Regions from separate parts of the Cricetulus griseus genome. Here region 2 is linked to region 1. Evidence: chromatin contacts called from public Hi-C data. All regions are on one chromosome and are shown on one strand. Each heading gives the region's core, a stretch centred on a gene start, on an enhancer-like site or on the middle of the called end of the contact. The rest is flanking DNA. Distances are from core to core; before and after follow the strand shown.

Region 1 (2,993 bases), core at 247-2,746:
AAGCCTCAATTGAGAAATTAGTGATTGATGTGGGAGGGCTCGGACCATTGTGGGTGGGGCCATTCCTAGATTGGTGTGGGAGGGCTCGGACCATTGTGGGTGGGGCCATTCCTGGATTGATGTGGGAGGGCCCAGACCATTGTGGGTGGGGCCATTCCTGGATTGATGTGGGAGGGCCCAGACCATTGTGGGTGGGGCCATTCCTGGATTGGTGTGGGAGGGCCCAGACCATTGTGGGTGGGGCCATTCCTGGATTGGTGTGGGAGGGCCCAGACCATTGTGGGTGGGGCCATTCCTGGATTGATGTGGGAGGGCCCAGACCATTGTGGGTGGGCCATTCCTGGATTAGTGGTCCTGGGTTCTATAAAAAAGCAAAGGGAGCAAGTCAAGAGGAGAAGCCAGTAAGCAGCTCCCCTCCATGGCCTCTGCATCAGCTCCTGCTTCCAGGTTCCTGCCCTGTTTGAGTTTCTGTCTTGACTTCCTTCAGTGATGATGAACTGTGAACAGAAAAAACCCTTTCCTCTCCAACTTGCTTTTGGTCATGGTGTTCATTACAGCAACAGTAGCCCTAATTAAGACAGCAGTTATACATCAGAGCTAGGCAAATTATCGGACCTCAGAGGCTTAAGACAATGAAGTTTATCATCTAACACTTATGCAGGTCACAGGTCTCCTGGGTGCCAAGGCGTCCCTGGGCTGTGTTCCGGAAGGGGAGAAAACATTCCACTGTTTTTTGAAGCTGCCTGGACTTTTTGGCTCATGGACCCCTCCCTCCATCTCCAAAGACCCCCCCCCTTTGTCACAGCTCTTCTGATGGCAGCTGGGGGAGGCTCTTCACCTGTAAAGATCCATGAGTTTAGACTGTGACTAAATAATTCCTAACGTGTGTCTCCCCCCCTCCCCTAGGCTATTGAACTGGTTGTCATCGGGGCAGACCTGACTAGAAAGAAAAAAACCAAGCAAAGCATGTGTTTAGTGTGAGTGAGACTTTGGCAGAGGAGAGGGAGGGAGAGAGGGAGTGGCGGGCAGTTGGGGGAGCGTGGTCAGATTTTACCTGAGCAAGGCGTCAGTTCAGTAGTAACATTAAACTCTATGAGTTTAATGTTAGACTAGTTAACTTCATAGAGTCGCAGAGAAAAAGTTTGCCGGGGGCTGGGCTGTGGTGGGGTGCTTGTTGAACGTGTGTATAATTTGATTTGCAAGATTTGGCTGCATTGCGTGTCTGCCAAGGTGGAAAGCACTGGCCAGGTCAGGTCAAGGAGTCTGGAAGGTGTCTAGGCTCGCTTCCACGCGACTAATTCTTACTAACATCAGCTGATTCATGGTCTTGAGTGTTTTCCTCTGAATAAGAGCCTCCAGGTGGGCAGGACCAGAATATTCACCCATCTTCGCTCGCGTGGCTTTTGGGCTTAGTGTGAGTGCGAGGCTCACGGGGTAAGACAAAAGGAAGAGACCCAGCCAGCTGGACCCCCACAGAGCAAGGGACGTTGGGGAGGATGGAGTTCCTAGGGATCCAGCACCGGTCCCAGCCGGTGTTCGTGGCGCCACGTCCAGCAGGGGGAGCTGCGGGCCCGTCCCGCCCGGGCCTCCCGGGCCGCCCACCCCGCGGGCGCGCCTCTCCTCAGTCGAGCGCCGCCCGGGCCCGGGACCCGCTCCTTCTGAGAGCGCAGACCTCTCGGCGGGGATCAAGAGGACGCGGCGCGCTGGCGGCCGCCCCTGGCCTCGCTCCGGCTCGCACTGCGGCGCATCGCGGCGTCCCGGGCTCCGACTCGGAGCGCACAGCTCGCGCCCCGGACAGCGGCGCGTCCCGGGAGCCCCGACTGCGGGCAGGGCGCAGGGCGGCGGCCGGCTGGGGATGGCGGCCGGCTGCGGCGTGGACGGGCGCCGGGGGGCTCCGAGCGCTGCTGCTGGCGCTGGTGGCCGCGGGGGTCCCGGCCGGCGCCTACAACCTCGACGCGCAGCGCCCGGTGCGCTTCCAGGGCCCCGCGGGTTCCTTCTTCGGCTACGCGGTGCTGGAGCACTTCCACGACAACACGCGCTGGTGAGTGTCCCCGCCGCTCCTCGACCCCGGGCGGCCACCCCGCGGTCCTCCAAGTCGGCCGCCGCCTTTCCGGCCCCTTCCACGCCGCCTCCCGTGGGGACGATTTAAATGTCTGGCGGCCACGCTGACATCCTGGCCTGCTCCGGGAGGCCAGGGGAGTCCCTGGGGTCCCTGCCCTCCCGGGGCTCTCTCTAGCCACAGCCAAGTTACTTGGGCTGTCTGCCCTCGAGGGGCTGCGGCTGGCTGGCCAACTGCCCCGTATCTCCCCCCGACAGGGGCCCCCAGGAGGCCGGGCTGCTTTGGGGACCACTCCATGTCCCTCTAGGGCAGCCTCATGCAGGAAACGGGGTGTAGTGGGAGTGGTCTTGGAGCCATTGGGGATCTTCAGGAGAGGTACCGGAGGCAGGGGCTCCCACAAAGTCCCAAGAGAATCTGGGATGGAGGGAAGGGGGACAAAGAGCCCCCCCCCTCCAGGGGGATGTGTGGCTGGTGGTCAGCCTGGAGCTCATCTCCCACGTGCCATCCCAATCTGGAGACAGGATTTAAGAGGATGAAGTTTTGTTTGGATCAGGGGTGCAGTTGCTGACAGACGAGATGGGTGGGCCTGCAGAAAAATGTTAAGTCTCTCATTAAGCATCATTAGCGAAGTAAACTGACCCCACAACAAGACTGCTTAGCTAAGATGGGTGCCCTCCTAGCTCACTTCCTTAGAATGAAGCAGCCACACCACACCCACCTTCTCATGGCAGTTAAGAGTTGGGTTGTCAGTAGCTCCCCACCCTTGTTTTACTGTGGGCCCAGGTGACAACTTGCTGGAGTTGATGGTGTTATCCAGTGTGCATGAGCATCCTTAGAAGAAGCAGGCTGGGAGTCGGAGATTAGGCATGTGTGTGCTCTGGACTTGTAATATACGGAGAATTGGACAGGGGCTGAGGGAAATGAGGGTTTGTGG
Region 2 (2,993 bases), core at 369-2,868, 320 kb after region 1:
TCCCACCAGCTCTGCATGTTCCTGCCCAGAGAAGCAAGGTCGAAAGACTTGCCAGTCACCTCTCAAGTCCCCCCAGCCCCCTCTCTATTCACCCCAGTCAGCCAGCTCTCAGATACGGACCACAGGGAGGACCTCCCAAGGCAAAGGACTATCTGAGCCAGACAGGGCTATTTGTTTGAGAGCTTCACCTGAGAATTAAGGTTAGCAATGCATGTGGGGAGGTTGACAGTGTGCACAGTACAGCATGAGAATATGCGCTGGAGTAATTAATGAGGCATGAGCACAAGTGTGAGAGGAAGTGGGCAGGCTCAGCCTCTTACCACCTAAACCTCTGTGAAACCCATGTGCATGTGGGAGCTGTTGGCACAGGTAGACAGAGGCAGGAGGATCTCTGTGAGTTCGAGACCAGCCTGATCTACAGAGTGAGTTCCAGAGCAGCCAGGGCTACACAGAGAAACCCTGTCTCGAAAAACAACCAGACCCCATGTGCAAAGCAGAAATGAAATCGCTGTGGTAGACACTCCCTCCCTCTCACCTGCACATGGAATCTGAGACCTAGAAGGCTGGCTTCAAAGGCAGCGGGGGTAGGGACATGCTGTCAGGACTGACACATGGCGGTCCAGGCAGGGAAGATGGCTAAGAGCAGGCAGTGCCATGCAGAAAAACCAGCTGGGCAGATAGCCTCATCACGTGTGCCTTGTGCCCTGGCATGTATATGAGCCTGTATACAGATGAGCATGTTGCTACACGTGCCAAGGTGTCTGCCTGTTACCAGACCTGCCCAGCCAGGTCCCTGCCCGTGGGAATGATTCCAACAGGCAGTGTTACCACGGGCAGCCTCCTGTGGAAGCTGATGTCATATATATATGACTGCAGAAGACAGTAGCCTTTTCAGGTAGGCCACACATGTACAGAGATACACCAAATCACACGCATGAAGCTGTGCACACATGGCTGCTGCTTTTCATCAGTAGCGTGGGACAACTGTATGTGTGTGTGTGTGTGCGTGCGTGCGTGCGTGTGTGTGTGTGTGTGTGTGTGTGCATGTGTGTGTGTGCGCGCGTGTGCACGTGCGTGCGTGCGTGTATGTGCGCGCGAGCACGTGTGTGTGTGTGTGTGTGTGTGTGTGTGTGTGTGTGTGTGTGTTACAGGCATAAAGTATGAGGTTCACCTAAGGAGTTCCAGTCATGAAATCAGCCCCAGCCTCTCTGATCTTCAGGACTCAAAGCCACTCCTGGGCTGAGGGCAGATGGGGGCTGTTCACTCTGTTCAGGAGTGATTCCTTCACAGTAGGGGTGCAGAGTAGGGCTATGTCCTCTCCTGACACAGGTTTTTCAGGTAGCCATTCTTGTACCCAAGTTTCCTGGGTAGGGGGATCTGGAATTTTGGAGGTAATGGGGGAAAGGTACACTGAGAATATTCCATCTTGGAGCCTAGAATTTTATAGCAAGTCTCCTCCCAGCCCCTGTACTCATCAGCCTGGCTGCCTTTTTTTTTTTTTTTTTTTTTTTGCCAGTGGCCACCATACACTCTACCTCTTCTGTTAACCTCTGAGCCAATCATGGCAGCTGGGTGGAATGGAGACACGCCTGACCCTCTCTGTGGCTATAAGCCAACCCAAGGAGTTGGTAGGTAGAGGAGCCTCAGTGCTACGCCCAGTTTGACATGGGGAGGAACTCACAAGATTCAGCCACCAGGGGGCAGGTTGCACCTACCCGACCACTGGCCCATTTCTGGGCCCTTATTCTTAGTCATGAGTGTCACTGTAAGTAGGAAGGATGTGGCACCTAAGTCCCACCTGGCGTCAGATAGAGGGCATCGCTGGGGATGTACGCAGAGGGGAAAGATGTCTAGAAAGCCCCTGGACACAGCATCCAGTGGAAAGAATCTGTGATGAGGACAGCGGGTCTTGGTTAGTAGATGGATCATGATACTGAGGGTGAGCATTTACCCCTTAGGAATGACGTCATGCCCCAATCTCAGACATGAACCCATGCTCTGGTTACATAAGCTAACAGACTCCCTACTGTTGCTAAAGCTGCCTTGAGTTCTCCCTTCAGCCCACAAACCCGCTCTAGTTATGTGATGCTTAGTCCTCGCACAAAATGTTGCCGGTGAGTGGGAGATGGAGAGACGGCTCAGCGGTTAAGAAAACTGGCTGCTCTTCCAGAGAACCTGGGTTCCAACCCCAGCACCCACATGGAGGCTCACAACCGTCTGTAACTCCAGTTCCAGGGGACCTGACACCCTCTTCTGGCCTCTTCAGATAGCAGGCACACACACGGTACACAGAAAGACATACAGATAAAACACGCATGCACATAAATTAAAATTACATCTTTTTTTTCAAAAGTCCTCAGTGGCTCTGGTTTATCTATAGGCTGAATTCCAAGCACAGCCTGGCTGTCTGGAGCCAGCTTCTTCCTCTGTCACCACACAGCCTTCTCTGTACAACCAGATGCAGAAATCCTCTAGCTCAGAAAACTGAAGGCCCTAAGAATGGCTCTGAGTAACATCTCTGTGATGACTCCACACAGAATAATCAGCTCTCCCCTGTGCCATTCGTGATTATCCCTCTGCCTCTTGCACTAGACTGCAGGCCTTTCGTTAGGCCTGAGCCTGCAATACCGAAACACAGAGATTTCGTGTGTGTGAGGCCTGGCCTGGCTAGGCTGGAGTGGGGCTCCTTGGAACTTCCTGTAGAACCTTGGCCTGATACCCACTAGGAGAGGAGAGATGCTTTCTGGAGAAACCTCACTAAGTCAAGTTCTAAAGTATCCCTGAGACAGACCTGAGAGCAGGCTGCACTGTGCAGCCACCTGACCAGCCACCAGGAGTCTCTCTCTGTTCAGAAACTACTTCCCTCTTTTCCCTTTAGATTCTGCTCCTGAAAGAGCTAAGAGGAAGGTTGCCAGAGACTCAGAAAGACAGTGACCAAGAGGCAGCATAAAGGACACACAAAATTGGGGGGACACAGGACCGAGAAACAGCCT

The links. A called contact is a pair of places that touch in the nucleus more often than the background predicts.
Region 2: a contact with region 1 is called in a Hi-C map of the CHL-YN cell line, with 4 times the contacts expected there. The contact joins the enhancer-like site here to the promoter of Itga9 in region 1. A contact is called at or near these places in 4 of 8 Hi-C or Micro-C datasets (the CHK-Q cell line, the CHL-YN cell line, the CHO-K1 cell line and 1 more).

Annotation. Positions count from the first base shown.
Region 1 is chr4:225,678,298-225,681,290 of CriGri-PICRH-1.0, forward strand. It overlaps Itga9 (integrin alpha-9), which reads left to right and starts at 1,497. Exons shown (of 28, transcript XM_027415345.2): 1 at 1,497-2,041. The coding sequence starts at 1,497.
Region 2 is chr4:225,996,078-225,999,070 of CriGri-PICRH-1.0, forward strand. No RefSeq gene overlaps it. Among named protein-coding and RNA genes, the nearest start is that of Ctdspl, 6.5 kb to the right of the region's middle. Within about 2 kb of position 1,619, at least 1 of the 6 cell types and tissues checked has open chromatin away from gene starts, as enhancers often do.